Linked DNA regions of Sus scrofa: all the other regions are linked to region 2. Evidence: chromatin contacts called from public Hi-C and HiChIP or PLAC-seq data. All regions are on one chromosome and are shown on one strand. The core of a region is the stretch at or near the end of the contact, and the rest is flanking DNA. Distances in the headings are between cores, read along the strand shown.

The links. A called contact is a pair of places that touch in the nucleus more often than the background predicts. HiChIP or PLAC-seq counts read pairs in DNA pulled down with a chosen protein or histone mark.
Region 1: a contact with region 2 is called in an H3K27ac HiChIP or PLAC-seq map of skeletal muscle. The contact joins the enhancer-like site here to the promoter of MEDAG in region 2. A contact is called at or near these places in 9 of 47 Hi-C or Micro-C datasets (embryonic fibroblasts, epiblast stem cells, fetal skeletal muscle and 5 more) and 1 of 2 datasets of contacts at active chromatin or transcription factors (skeletal muscle).
Region 3: a contact with region 2 is called in a Hi-C map of fetal skeletal muscle, with 2.7 times the contacts expected there. The contact joins the enhancer-like site here to the promoter of MEDAG in region 2. A contact is called at or near these places in 10 of 47 Hi-C or Micro-C datasets (embryonic fibroblasts, epiblast stem cells, fetal skeletal muscle and 5 more) and 1 of 2 datasets of contacts at active chromatin or transcription factors (skeletal muscle).

The regions. Positions count from the first base shown.
Region 1 is chr11:7,473,026-7,477,421 of Sscrofa11.1, reverse strand. No RefSeq gene overlaps it. Among named protein-coding and RNA genes, the nearest start is that of ALOX5AP, 64 kb to the right of the region's middle. Within about 2 kb of position 2,746, at least 17 of the 83 cell types and tissues checked have an H3K27ac peak or open chromatin away from gene starts, as enhancers often do. A contact at or near this core is called in fetal skeletal muscle, mesenteric adipose tissue and skeletal muscle, where this site is marked.
Region 2 is chr11:7,543,560-7,548,497 of Sscrofa11.1, reverse strand. MEDAG (mesenteric estrogen-dependent adipogenesis protein) reads right to left here and starts at 3,098. Exons shown (of 5, transcript XM_013980428.2): 1 at 2,617-3,098. The coding sequence starts at 2,894.
Region 3 is chr11:7,643,578-7,648,384 of Sscrofa11.1, reverse strand. The region is part of intron 9 of LOC102159067; the gene reads right to left. Among named protein-coding and RNA genes, the nearest start is that of TEX26, 74 kb to the right of the region's middle. Within about 2 kb of position 2,249, at least 16 of the 83 cell types and tissues checked have an H3K27ac peak or open chromatin away from gene starts, as enhancers often do. A contact at or near this core is called in fetal skeletal muscle and retroperitoneal adipose tissue, where this site is marked.

The sequences.
Region 1 (4,396 bases), core at 1,497-3,996, 71 kb after region 2:
GGCATTGTCGCTGCTGTGGTACAGGTTTGGGGGCAGGGCCAAAAAAAAAAAAAAAAAAAGTTATCAGACCACAGGAAGATATGGAGGAATCTTAAATGCATGTTAAGTGAAAGAAGGCGATCTGAAAAGGCTACACACTTTATGCTTCTGACTACATGAAATTCTGGAAAAGGCAAAACTGTGATGACTGTAAGAGGAACCATGGTTGCCAAGGGCTTAGAGGTACAGGGGTGGGTGGGTAGGCAGGACACGGGATTTTTAGGGCAGTGAATCTATTCTGCGTGGTTGTGTATGGTGTATACGTACCACTGCACACTCATCAAAACCATAGAAATGTACAAAACCATGAGTGAAATTTAATGTAAACTATGGACTAAATAAGAATGCATCAGTAGTGGTCCATCAGTTGTGACAAAGGTAAACACTAGGGCAGGACGTTAATAATAGGGGACACTGTGGGCGACAGGCAGAGAGTCTATGGGAAATCTCTGTACTCTCTGTTCATTTTCTCTGTAAATTAAAAACTCTTCCCCCCAAAAAAACAATAAAGCCCACTTATCTTTTTTTTTTTTTTTTTTTTTTTTGTCTTTTTGCTATTTCTTGGGCCGCTCCCACGGCATATGGAGGTTCCCAGGCTAGGGGTCCAATCGGAGCTGTAGCCACCGGCCTACGCCAGAGCCACAGCAACGCGGGATCCGAGCTGTGTCTGCAACCCACACCACAGCTCACGGCAACGCTGGATCGTTAACCCACTGAGCAAGGGCAGGGACCGAACCTGCAACCTCATGGTTCCTAGTCGGATTCGTTAACCACTGCGCCACGACGGGAACTCCCCACTTATCATTTTTTAAAGGAATTGTATCTAGGCAACAGTCGTCAATGGCTGTTGATGAAGAAACAGAGAAACGACCACAGGTTCTGTGCCTTCCCGAAGGAAGAAGAGAATTACACCCCGTCTCAGGAAAACAGACTGAAAGAAACAAACAAAACCCTTGAGTCTCATCAAGCCTTTCGCTCTAAACTTCCAATTGGCACAAAATACCATCGCCCTGTAGAAAATTCGCAGAACAAAGCAACAGGCCCAATCACAACTCAGGGAGGCAACCAGCAGAATGCAGACTGTAGGATACCCTGCAGAACAAACCACAATTTCTTCAGGAAATACTTCGTAAAGAGAAACAGAACAGAGTTAGAAAGAGAACTCGCAGATTCACAGAGACTCAGGATCAAGCAGCACTTTAACAGCAGGCATCCCGACTCCACTTCCTCCAGAATTAGTTGATGTTCAGGCAGGAAGTTGTTTACAGGTGAACTCATGACACCTCTGACTCGCCTTCTGTCTCAGACCTTAGGTAACAAACCTGCAGCTGCTTTTCTAACAAACTGTTGATCAGCAAAAATAAAGGGACTACAGAAACACTCATTTTTCTGGGGTTCCCTTTTGGGCCTCATGCAAAGACCATTCTGTGTAAATGTACAGTTAACTCTGATTTGGAAATCTGAAAATCAGTCCATCCTTGTCATAAAATTTTTTTTACAATTGTAATTATATTGATGTTCATATTGTGTAAAATAACTCATTTAATAAAGTAGTACTTTGATTTAAAAAAGAGAGAAAGACTCAGGAGACCTATTGAGCAATTGCAATAGAGAAACCTTGTTAAGATCTGGATTCAGACAAACTGGGGGGCAGGGGGGGCACTCAAAACATGATGACCATTGATAAGACAGCTGGAAACACTGAATACTAACTGGATATTTTATGATATATATTTTTAGTTATGAACATGATATTGCACTTTTACGCCTAAAATTAGAGTCTTCTTTTGGAGATCAATACTGAAATATGAATACGGATGAAATAATTTGTTGATTACCACTTGCTTCCAAGAATCCGGGGGAAGGAGAAAGAATAGGGGGCGAGATGAAACAAGATCTACCATGAGTTGATTTTGGTTGAAACTGGGTGATGGAGAGAGGAAATCCTTGATTCGCAGGGTCAGAAAACTATGGCCTGGGAGCCAGATTTAGCCCACCAGTTATTTTTGCACTGCTTATGAACTAAGAGTTACTTTTACATTTTTTAAATGGTAGAAAAAAAATAAAAAGAAGATTTTGTAACACGTGAAATCATATGAAACTCAAGTGTTAAGTGTCCACAAATCAAATTCTACTAGAACCTAGCAACATCATTGATGAACCATCTGGTTCATCTGGGGCTGCTTTTGTGCTGTGATGGCAGAGTTGAATGTTGAGGCCAAGGAAAATAATGGTTGTCCATGGAATTTTCAAAGAATTCCCTCCTTTTACCATTCAGCAAAACACACCCCCTGCCTCACCTAAACTCCTGGATCCCTCCTGCTCTTCAACTCAGAAGATGTCTGCTACACTATGAAATAACATTTTTCACTGAATTAATCTTGACCTCAAGTGCAGGATGGAAATTGCAACATTAGCACATACATGGCTTGGCAGCCCCAGCTGGATTCTCATATGAAATTCTCCACCCCAAGCCATTCTTTGATGATCTGCGCCCGGCTGTTAGTCAAGCAAATGAAACTGTATATTAAAGCTACTTACAGTTTTCTTGACAGTGACAGCTGTACCTTTACAGCTGGGTGGGGCTCTCATGAAAGCCTGACAGTGCAGACCCACTCCTGGTGATTCTGAATCCAGTGGTGCGTGCTAGTGCAGCCCAGGACCTCCGCAGAGAATTTCTGCTGACGTCAGGTTAACCACTGGGCAACGGACCCACTAGGAAACAGGGCCTTGGACTCCAGCCTTGGCTCCACGCAGCCCACTCTGCAGACGTCCCTGGGGGTTGGTTCTCGTGACACATCAGTCCTCAGGCTGGGGTCTCGGGGGAATTAGCTGGGTGGGAGAGGAAACCGGTGGAAGGAGCTGCTGATGGAGCCACCGCGGCTGCCCGGTGGCTGGCGTCGTCTGTTGGAAGCGATGCGGCTTGTGTGACAAAGACTGTTTCGACTGCTCTGTCACTGCTCCTTGGGGCAGAGCTTGGCTACTGCCTGCTGGTGTCAGAGAGTGGGTCAGGCTGGCCCGGTCACAAGCGGCATTGACCCCACCCCCTCGCTGGCACCCGGGGCAGGCAGTTTCAGCCCCAAACGGCTGCGCACCAGGTCGTTCTGTTCCCTGACCAGTTTCCCCAGTAGGTTACTCCCCCTGATGCTGGCTCTCTGGCAGCAGTGGGCTGACTCTGCTCCTCCAGGTCAGAGGATGGAAACCTCCAGCAGCCATGATCAGGTCCACTTCCCCACAAGCCTGGCTCCGGCCTTTAATGTGGCCGGAAGCCCTGCAGCGTGTCTGGTGCCGAGGTTGGAGGAGGTGAAGCGGTTGAAGGCCCCACTGGGCTGGGCTCAGCCTGGAGCAGACGGCCACCCACTCAGGGGGAGGCTGGAGGGAGGCCATCTGTAAAAGTTCCAGAGTATCCTGGATGAAGCTGGAGTTGGGCCCTTTTAAACAGAAAGGCCAGGCAGCAGTGAGAAGCTGAAATGAGAATAAAAGACAAAATTCTCACCATGGCCCAGGGCCTGCTCAGTTTGGCCTCTTTTTTTCTCCCTCATTTTATGCCACTTTCCCACAGCCCCCACCTAGTCTCAGAGTGCTCTCTATTCGGCTGCTCAAACATGTACAGCTGCAGCCCCAGGACTTTGCACATGCTGCACCCTCCGCCTGGAATGTTTGAGGTCCCTCCTCCACAACTTTCTTGCCCTCCCAGTCCTGCCGTTCACCATGCTCAGGCTGTAGCCCACCTTTCCCTTCCCTTGGGCCCTAGGGGAGCGCTCCCTCTCCCTTACACTTGCCCACGGTTGTTGTGTTTCAGACTTTTGGGGTCCTTCAAAGCCCCAGATACAACTCACAGTTGTTTCACTTATTGTTTTATGTATTCATTTTTGTCTCCATCTCCCACACCTAGATTATAATTGTAATTTCCTTCAGGACAGGCATTCTGTCTTGACTTATTTTCTCTGGCACACCCAGCAGCTAGCATAGGGCCTAGACATAGCAGGTGCTCATTAAATGTTTCGTGCATAAATGATTGTTGATTTGGCAGTTACGCTGTTAAATTTTTTTTTATGAATCACAGTTCCCTCTACAGACTGGCTAAGTGATGTTCTCAGGTTTGGTTGTTCAATTGGTACATTTTTAAAAGGCCTTTCATTTCTCCTACTTTTTGTTCTGGGTCTTCTGGCCATTTTCAGGCTTATTAACAACCCTTATCATGAAGTGGGCAGAAAAAGCCATTTGCTTCTCTTTAACTGAGTCCACACAGGACTTGGTCAGACCAGAGCTCTAATTACTGACTAAGCTATCATTTGGGGATTATTTATTACTCCAATTATCCACGAGATTTCTGTCCACTCAGAGCAGGCAGTAG
Region 2 (4,938 bases), core at 1,849-4,348:
ACACTTCTGAGGCCGAGAAAAGAAATTCTGTGTACCCTGTGGGCTCATCCCACACCAAAATAGCTGCTGAATGATTAAAAAAAAACCAACCAACCAAACAAACAAACAAAAAAAACCACCTAAGTAACAGAGCAAAGAGTCTTAGCCTGGATCCAAGCATCTCATAACCCCTCTGCATGGTCAGCAACACTGGGTATAAGGTCTACGATTCTGGGGAGAAGGTCCACCTACGGGTTTCGAAAGCTCAAAGGTCCCACGTGCTATCACTCTGCCTTCACTTTGCCGTCACTGCTGTCACTCGGCTGTCACTCCGCCCTCTTGGCGGATGCTCTTGGTTGGGGCGCCATCCCACATCTAAGGCAGGAATACGGCGGCCACGAAGAAGATGAAAAAGCCAGTGGAGTCCATCAATTCTCAGCCCCAAGCTATTGCAAAAAGTAGAAAGTATATGCTGGGGTACAAGCCGATCCTGAAGATGACAGACTAGGAAGGACAAAGCAAAGCTGGGCATCGTCACCAATACCTGCCCGACCTTAAATAAATACACCATGTCGGCCAAAACTGACATCCAGGACCACAGGGGCAATGACACTGAATTGTGCGCAGCAAGAAATATGACAGAGTATATACCGGGCTATCACTGACCCATGTGATTCTGAGATCTTTAGAAGCCTGGCAAACTTATGTAGTGAAACTGGCTAGAGTTTACTGAAGGAAGGAAGGAAGGAAGGAGAGGAAGAAATGAATTACTGCTCTAGAGCACTATCCTGAGAGAAGTTGTGTGCCATCTCCAAACCAAAGATAAGCGAGTAAATCTGCCCCATTTGAGGCGCAGTGACTTCAGACATCTGAACTCCTATAATGTGCCCCACTCGGGATCCACTGTGGCAGAACCTCTCACTGCTGTCCACATCACATCTGAGTCCTTCTAGGCGACTCCCACCAGGTTCCCTTTGAGTCATTCTCCAGACAGCACACCCAGTTACAAGAGGCTGCTCTCCCTGCCATAGCATGTCCCCTGAGAGAAAGACAGGTTGCCCCTCCATCTCCCCAATTATTCTCAGCTGTGCCTTGCTATTTATTCCCCAGGTACAAAAGCTCTCACACAACTGCTTAGACAATGTGAACTTAGACAATATTTGCCAATTCCTGCTTGTACCCTGGTCTGTATCACCTGGTCATTGTTTATTCTGGATTCTAAACTGCCAGAGGACCACTGCTATTTAATTTTCTTTTGTGTAGGAGGTGTTCAGAGCAGGAATTTAACAACCGGACTTCAAAATCATTTTATGGTTTTGCAGCACTGTTTGCTGAGACTGGGGGAGCTGGCTCCATCAAAGGCCTAATTTACGGCTCCAATTAATTCTGAACCCTTTTATTTTTCATACTCTGTTCTCGAATTCAATGGTTATCTTCTTTTTAAATCTTTGCAAATCTGATTTCTAACTCAGTTCCTCCCACGGTCCCCTGCTTGACTTGGTATTTTCAAGTTACTAAGAAAGGGAGGAATTCTTGCTGGGGAATGGTTTTTCAGACACTCAAAGCCCTCACTGTCTTTGTGCGGAAAAGCAAGGTTTTTCCAAGCCGCTTTGAAGAAAGCATTTGAAATATCTCATTTTGTTTGCTGCCCCTCTTGGCTCCATCCCACCCATATGGTGCCACAGCTCTGTCCTTCCCCAGAGCAAAGGGGCTTTCTATCTTACTAGCTGGCCAGCTTACTCATGTCTGAATCAAACTCTAGACTGCGCTGCCCGCTTCCTGCCACTCAGCTCTGCCACACAAATATAACCCCCCTCCAGCTCCCACACTGGGTGACCTCTGATAGCTACAGGCCCTGCAGAATCCAGCATGCAGCTCCCTCCTCCTTTACCCCATCAAAGCCTGCTTCAGATTACAGCCCTGCTGGCTTCAGGTCTGCTAGGAAGTGCTTCTGGCACTTTGGCCACCACGGTTCAGCATCCTGTGACCCTTTATCGAGTTAGGTTTGGCCCAAGCTCTGCGCCGGGATCCTGGAAGCTAAACTCATTGCACGTATTTTTCCAGAACTTAACTGCCCACTCGAGGGCCCACACCACCTTAGGTTGGACTTCACAGGGCTTTGGTCCCTTCCCAGGCACTGAAAACTGAGCAAGGCCGAAGATGGGAAACTTTAAACTTTTGCACGCTTCTCCACTGAGTCTCCTTGCTGGGTAAAGCCTGTACCGCACGCAAGTCTAAAGCCAGGGCGTGAGCTTCCCCTGCCCTCCAGTCTAAAGCCAGGGCATGAGCCTCTCCTTGGCAAACATCCCCCAAAGGGTGTGCCCCAACTGGAGCTCATCTGACCCAGTGAAGGAGCCAGAAAGGGAGAATCACACCAGTTCCCGCTCCCCCTGCCCCGACACGCCTGCCCTGATGCCCTTCTGGGCGGCCTGGACAGCTGCAAAACGCCAGTGCAAAGGGCAGGAAAAGCCAGGCCAGGGGGAGCACTGCACCTCCGCCGATGTTAGCAACGAGAAAAATCTACAAGTGTGACGAAGGAAGGTCCGGGCTGGATCTTGGGAAGGGAGGCCAGGGGACAGGGACCGGCAGCGGGGTCCAGGCGGCAGGCCGGGGTGGGGGCGCGGCGAGGCCACCCACCTCCTCATGTAGCTGCTGAGGTGGTAGAGTTGCCCGTCGAAGCGCACGAGGCCGTCGCCGAAGACGTTGAAGCCGCCGCGTGCGGCCGCAGGCCCCGCGGGGCCGGGCACCACGAGCTGGTCGGCGCGCAGCTGGAAGGCGCCGGGCTGCAGGCGCAGGAGCTGGGCCAGCGGCAGCAGGGCCAGCTCGCAGTCGCACGTCCACAGGCTGCGCAGCTCCCCTGACGAGATGGAGCTCAGGCTCGGCCTGGCCGCCGGCGCGCCCGCCGCCCCCGCCATGGCCCGGCCCGCGCTCCTGGCCTCTGTCGAGGGTTCGGGAGAGGGTCGGCCGCCCGCCCGGCGGAGGAGTGAAGCGCGGCCGGCAGCGCGGGAAGAAAGCGGTCCCGACCCAGCGCGGCCCTTTTATCCGCAGCCGCGCCCCTTCCGGCCCCCGGGCAAGACCCCAGACGCTCCGGGTGCGTTACGGCATCTCGGGGTTTGGCACGCGCCCGCCGGGCCGCGCCCGCGCGCAGCCCAGGGTTACTCATCCCTCTGGGGTCCGCCGCTCCGCGCCTGGGCTGGGCCCGCCCCGGCCTGGATACTGCCAGGGGCGGCGGTGGAGGGGACCCTGCCTGGGGGACGTTGCCCGGGCGGGTGGTGGTCCTCCCGGGGTGGCAGGTCTGGCCTGAGGTGGGAACGAGGGCGCGCCGCAACTACAGACCCCGCACCTCCGCGCACGGGTTGGAGGGAGGCGCGCGTCCCTCTCCCCGCAGCCCCCGCCCCAGGTCCGGGCGTCGTCTGGGCCCTGCGGACCTCTGCTCTCCACTCCCACGCCCCGCCCCAAGTGGGAGTCAGTCGCCAACCACTGCCTCCTAGCCCCTGCTTTCTGCTCTTTTGCCTCCAGACTAGTCCCTGCATTTCTCCCCCTCTCAGCCTTTCCTCGCACGGCTCCTTCCCCTGGCTTCCCCTCCAGGCAGAAATCCCACCGATTATGGTGTCACTTTTCCAGAATGGCTTCGTAAATCCCGCGTAGATTTCATCACTTTGCTCTGCTTGCTTCTCCTGCACGGTGGACCACAGGCGTAGTGTGCCCAGCGTGGGGACAGAAGGGACCCAGCGGTGCTCCCCCTCCACCGAAGCTGAGCCCCTGGAGTCCTGGAACACGGTCATGTGTTCACTCTGTGGTTATCTGAGAGGCAACTGTGGCCCATTCCGTGGACAAACTGACGTGCCCGGTCTCCTTGGTATGAAAGGAGGGCTTTTCCTATTCGATTTAATTAAAAAACTATGTCCAAAAATCCACTAGGAGACAGACAGTAAGCTAAATTCTGAGAAGAGTAGAATGAATAAACACAAGTCCTGCCTTGCCTAACTTCCCAGCTCATAGAGGGATGGACGAGCCTTCCAGCGATTCTAATGCACCGAATAGATGTCAACGCTGAGGATACACCTGGATCTATGGGAGGGGAGTCAGCCCAGCGCTGAGGAGCTGGGGAGGCTTCCTCAAGTACTGTCATTTAGGACTGACTCCAAGCTAGATCCTAAAAGTTGAGTAGAACTTAAAGAATATCTTTAATTTGCCTTTGTGTGCCCCACCCAGACCCTGCATAGGTTTAATCACATGCAATGAAGCAGTTTTTCTGTTACATCTCATCAAAACTCAAATAATAAATGAGCTCCACTCACTGCCTTCTCCAGCCATGGGTCCCTTTGCCCCAGGATCCATCCCCATGGCTGAGTCTTTCTATCCAAATCTAACGTGCCCAGCCTGCGTTGATACTGAATCCATCTTTTGGGGCAAGAAGGGGGAGTCTGCCTGTGAAATAAGCATCCAAGGGGATTCTTTCACAGAACAAAGCCTGAGGATGACTGCACAGAGGGTAGGTGTGGGGTGGGCGGAGGCTGTGGGTGAGACCCAGAGGCCAGGGCTGTGTTCACAAGGACAGAGGTGACACCAGGAGCAGACCCATCACAACCTACTCAGGTGTTCATTCTCACTCCAGACACTGACATAGTCACTGCTGCCCACCAGGCACCATCTTAAGCTCTGAGGAACAAAAAAACACCCAATTAAGATGAGAGCTATAGCAGAGGTATGGGCTAAGCACTACGAGAGCAAGGTCAAGGGAGTGGTTAGTTCTACCTAGGAGGCCCCAGGATGGGTTCTCAGAGGTGATGATAAATGGGATGGACTGGATACAGGGTAGAAGCACCATCAATATGTTGGGAGAGAAGATTCTAGACCAACCTGTGCAAAGAGAGAAAGTATGGTCTATTTGGGGAGGAGTAGAAAATGCTGTATGGACAAAGCAGGCAATGAGGTGAGAGGGTGAGTTTTCTAAGG
Region 3 (4,807 bases), core at 1,000-3,499, 100 kb before region 2:
AGCCGAGCTGTCTGCTGAGGGCCAGGGGCTGCAACGTCTGTACCTCTGCTGCCCTGCTCCCAAGCTGGGACTGCAGCTTCCACACCACCCGTCTGTGGAGGACGTCACACTCTCCTCGTATGTAAACCACACCTACCAGCCCATCGGCCAGAACACAGCTCCCCTTCTGACAGGCTCCAGAGCTTCCAGGGCCTGCTAGTCTCCTGGCGTCCTGAGGACCTACGCCTGGAGCTGGATACAGTGAGAAGGGTGGAGGAAGGCTGGCCTGGAAAGGGTGCTCCATGAAACCAGTTTCCTTCCCTCTCCCTCACTCCTGGTGTTTACCTAGGCATCAGGTCTTCCATCCTAGCCCCCTGGGGCCACCTTCACTGTACCCTTCATGCAGGCCTAGAACAGTGCCTGGCTTGGACCCTGTCTCTCAGCCCCGATTTCTCCAGCTAACCACCCCATTCCCTGGCATCAGGCAAATCTTTCTAACCTCACCCACGGCCCTTCTTCTGCTGCTTTCCTGCTAAAGAAATCACGGTGGTTCCCTGCTTCCAGTTAGATCAGGTAAAAACCCTTTAGCTGGATTTCAAGATCCTTCATCAGTGGGGCCCCTCGACCTTTCCACGCCTACGCCCCAAATGGGAGCTCTTCCCTCTGGTCCACTCAGCTGCCCCACTCCTACTCTGCCCCCATCTCTCTTGCTCACATCAGCTCCCTTCCTCTACCCAGAGTTTAGATTTCCTTCAGGGTCTAGCTAAGTCATAAAGACTGCCTTGCTTTCCCCAGTCCAAAATGTTCTGTATTCCCTCTGCGAATCCCCTCATAGTCAAGAATGTGCTTCCTTTGACTACCATTAGTAGGGTTTGCTGAATTCTTACAGTGGACAAAATTGATTCACTCTCTCTTGAAAATAACTCCAAGAGATAAACGTTCACCTCGTTTTGCAGATGAGAAAACTGAGTTTCAAAAGGTAAATGTGCCCAAAACTGCATCTGGGATTTGAACCCAGGAAGTCTGATAACTGCCCTCTGCTACATTTTAAATACTCTGTTTCTTTTTGTCTCCTACAGAATTCAATGGCAAAGATCATTTTTACTATTTTTTTTTTTCTTTTCCAGTGGGTGTAGCTAAGGGCAGAGCATATGGTCTTTATTTAATAAACACTCACTTCTTTTGCTTCTGACTTCCAGATTTAAGATACTATGACCCCAATTGAGTTAAGTAGATGATGAAACCAGTGGTCACTCCAGGATTATTTGCCTGATAAATAGCAGATGATAATCAGGACAGGCCGCAGCGACCAGTGACATCCTGACAATAAACTGCTTAGCCTGGGTGGTCCCCTTTTTTCTTGTCCTTTGGAAAAAAAAAAAAAAACCAAGGTAAAAACAAAAACAAAAACAAAAACACCTGAGCACTCATTGCTAGTCTGAAATCATTTTGCTTCCAACTCTAATTCAAATCATCTCAGGGGCTTTGTTGACATTATCTGCTAATGATTGCAATCCATCTTTCCAAAAGGAGAGAGGCACCAAGCTGTCAAACAACACCCTTCTGTCCATGGAGATCAGAGGTCTGAGGTCACCTCCCGACTTGCTGCCGGGCCAGCTGCCTGCTCCGGGCCTCTGGATGCATTTCTAAAGGGTAATATTTACAGTGCTGGATAGCTGAGCACTGCGGAGCTTAATGGGATTCTTAATAAAGGCGGCTTTCATTAAGACAGGGAGCACAGGCAAGGTGCCCTTGCTTTTGAGGAAAGGACAGCCCAGCGCAAGATGAATGCTCCTCCTGGGCTTGGAAATCACGCGGGTCAAGTGCCTTGTCATGCATTAACAGCCTTTTTAAGTTCCTGGGCAGATTGAGAGGAACGGCTTAGATAAACGAAGGCAGAAGAATCATGCGATCTGTCTTGGTAGCAAAAACGCTGAGACACAGCAGCTGCATTTAAAAAGAGCGATTTGCTAAATGAGTGGCCGGCTACGTTCCAGATGGCCAATGTGACACAGGGCTTGGAGGGATTCTTTATTCAATCCTGCATCTGTCTAGACCGAGACATGAAAGGCCAGGTTATAGTTACTGCAGAAGCAGCAGCAGCAGCAGCAGCAGCAGCAGCTTTGAAACTCTTACATAAAACATGCTCGGTACCACCAATGAGGCCGCTTGGCCGGAGATCAGCTGGAGAGGATGCGGCAGCATGGCGTGCGTGCAGCCTCAAGGAAAGCCAGCGTCTCAGCTGAATGACAGCCAGCTGGATGGGGCTCTCCCTGTGCAGGTCTGCTTGCTGTATCACTTCCCCCACCTCCCTTGTGTACGAGGGAAGGTGCTCTTAGTAGGAGGAAGCACTGGGATGAGGTCAGAAAGCAGAAATATTGGTTGTGTTCTATTTGCCTTCTTTATATGCACTTTTAAAACTTTTCCCATGTATTTTGTCTTGATTTTTCTAGTTAGGTTGTCAAATTTCCAAGATGGACGAAAGAATACTCTTAGCTTCTGCCTACAACTCCACTCTGTTTTTCCTTATTCCTGTCCCTAGCATTTAATTCAGTCCTGGCCCTAGTAGCTCTTTAGAGATGACAGCTCAAAGATGCTGGCTGAGGAGGCCAGGGGTAGACAGAGGACCACTCAGTTCTGGGGCCTCGAGGTCTATGAGACATGCTGACTGACTGACTTAAACTAGCTCAGGCACTTGATGAGCGTTTTGCCCAACTTTCATGCAACAGGCAGCCACAGAGCTTCACTGGGCTGGAATGGGGACTTATAGGGAGGCAGTTCTATTGACCTATTTTTCTCCAATGAGTTATACCCCAAGCCTACTTCTTCTTCTTTTTATTGCTTTTTAGGGCCAAACCTGCAGCATATGGAAGTCCCCAGGCTATGGGTCTAATCCAAGCTGTAGGCGCTGGCCCACACCACAGCCACAGCAACATGGGATACGAGCCTCTTCTGTGACCTCCACCACAGCTCACAGCAATTCAGGATCCATAACCTACTGAGGAAGGCCAGGGTTGGAACCAGATCCTCATGGATAATAGTTGGGTTGGTAACCCGCTGAGCCACAACAGGAACTCCCAAGCCTATTTAATTTTTATTATTGGATTGAAAGTTTCCATGGGTTGAAGCTTTCACTGTGTTCTGAGAAGCCATTCAAGGTCACAGCTGGAATGTTCTGACTGGTCAGTAAACAAGGCTGCTTCCTCCTCCCCACTTCCCCTTCCCCTACCCCTCCACCCCAGAACTCTCTGGACCTCCACACTGGACCTCCACACTGGACAGCAGCTTCATTTTTTGCTAAGGAGGAAAAGTTTAACCTGATGAATCACCAGCAGCACTTCCTGTGACATTCCACGGAAAACTACAGTTTGCTTAAGAAAAACTCTGAAGTACTTCAGCTACTGCGGTTTCTGATCTACACAGAAATGGAAAAATTTGAGTTCTTCTCTAGGCTGATACACCGAAGCTATTCCACCAACATTTTTCTCTCTTGGAAGTTCCCAATTATCAGCACTACATCTACCCTATAATCAGCCTGAAATACTTAAATGAACAGGGATGTCCTGGGTGGGGGGGTGGAATATAGCATTACCTCCATGCCAATCTCATCCACGTACCGCTTTTTTTTTTTCTTTTTTTCTTTTTGCTGCAACTGCAGCATATGGAAGTTCTTGGGGCCAGGGATCAAATCCAAGACACAGCTGCAACCTATGCCACAGCTGCGGCAACACCAGATCCTTAACCTACTGCACAGTGGCCTGAGCCACTGCTGCACAGACAATGCCAATCCTTAGTCTGCTGCACCACCGTGGGAACTCCAAAATAGCACTTATGCAACCATCTCTTCCCAGTTTCCTCATCTGTACCACTAAGCACAGAAAATGATTTGAAGGGCTATTTTTTAGTTCTCTCAGGGATGGCATCTAATTAGCATCATTCTAGACGCCTGGATGCAAAGCTAATCCACACACACAAAGGATGCCTTTGGACACAGTTGACCTTGACTTTATTGATGGAGATCTTTATGGCAAGAGTCTTTATGATGATGGAAAGGGAGTTATTCTAGTATCAATAATATTCTAGCAGCAGATATGCCAAGAGGTCAGAGCAATGAAGTCGCTGAACTCTTGAGATGATTACAAATCTTTCAAGTTCTTGTTAAGAGCAAATAGCTCAGAAGGGTATAAAAGGAGATTACTGCCCTTCTTAAGAAACCGGTTAGCATGCTGAACATAACACTGATGAATATTATCAAATGATCTTCAAGTGCACAAGCCTGGGCTAGATGCAACAAAAGAAGAAGCCCAAGGAAAGTCGCTCGTGGAGACAGCCTTTGTGATATGATGATGATGAACTGAGTTTCCCTTGCTTTTGTCGCCATGTTGCCAGTGTAGCTTCCCTTATGCTCATCCCTGATTCCAAACTGTGAAGACTCTGAAAGCCGATGAAGGATGGTGAGGCGATGTTAGGTGAGACAGGCACAGCCAATGCTTCTGAACTTATTTCCCTCTGGAGCACAACTCATCACTTTGCTAGATGGCAACATGAACTCTTTAAGGCTACCTTCATTTTAAGTTTTTTTTCAGCCTAAATAAAATTCGATTTTTAAAATGAGCATCAGATGAAGACTCATTACTGTTTGAAAATGTTGACTTTTGAACATTCAAATATAGCTCCATAAAGAGCCACCCACGATTGACATTTTATCTCATTAAAGTGTTGTTAATTAAGAACCACAGCCACGAGCAATGACGATTAAAGCAGCAGACCCCCAAAACTCTTCCTGAAACAAAAGGCAACTCGAATTTGCTTAGAACCTAAATCAAAG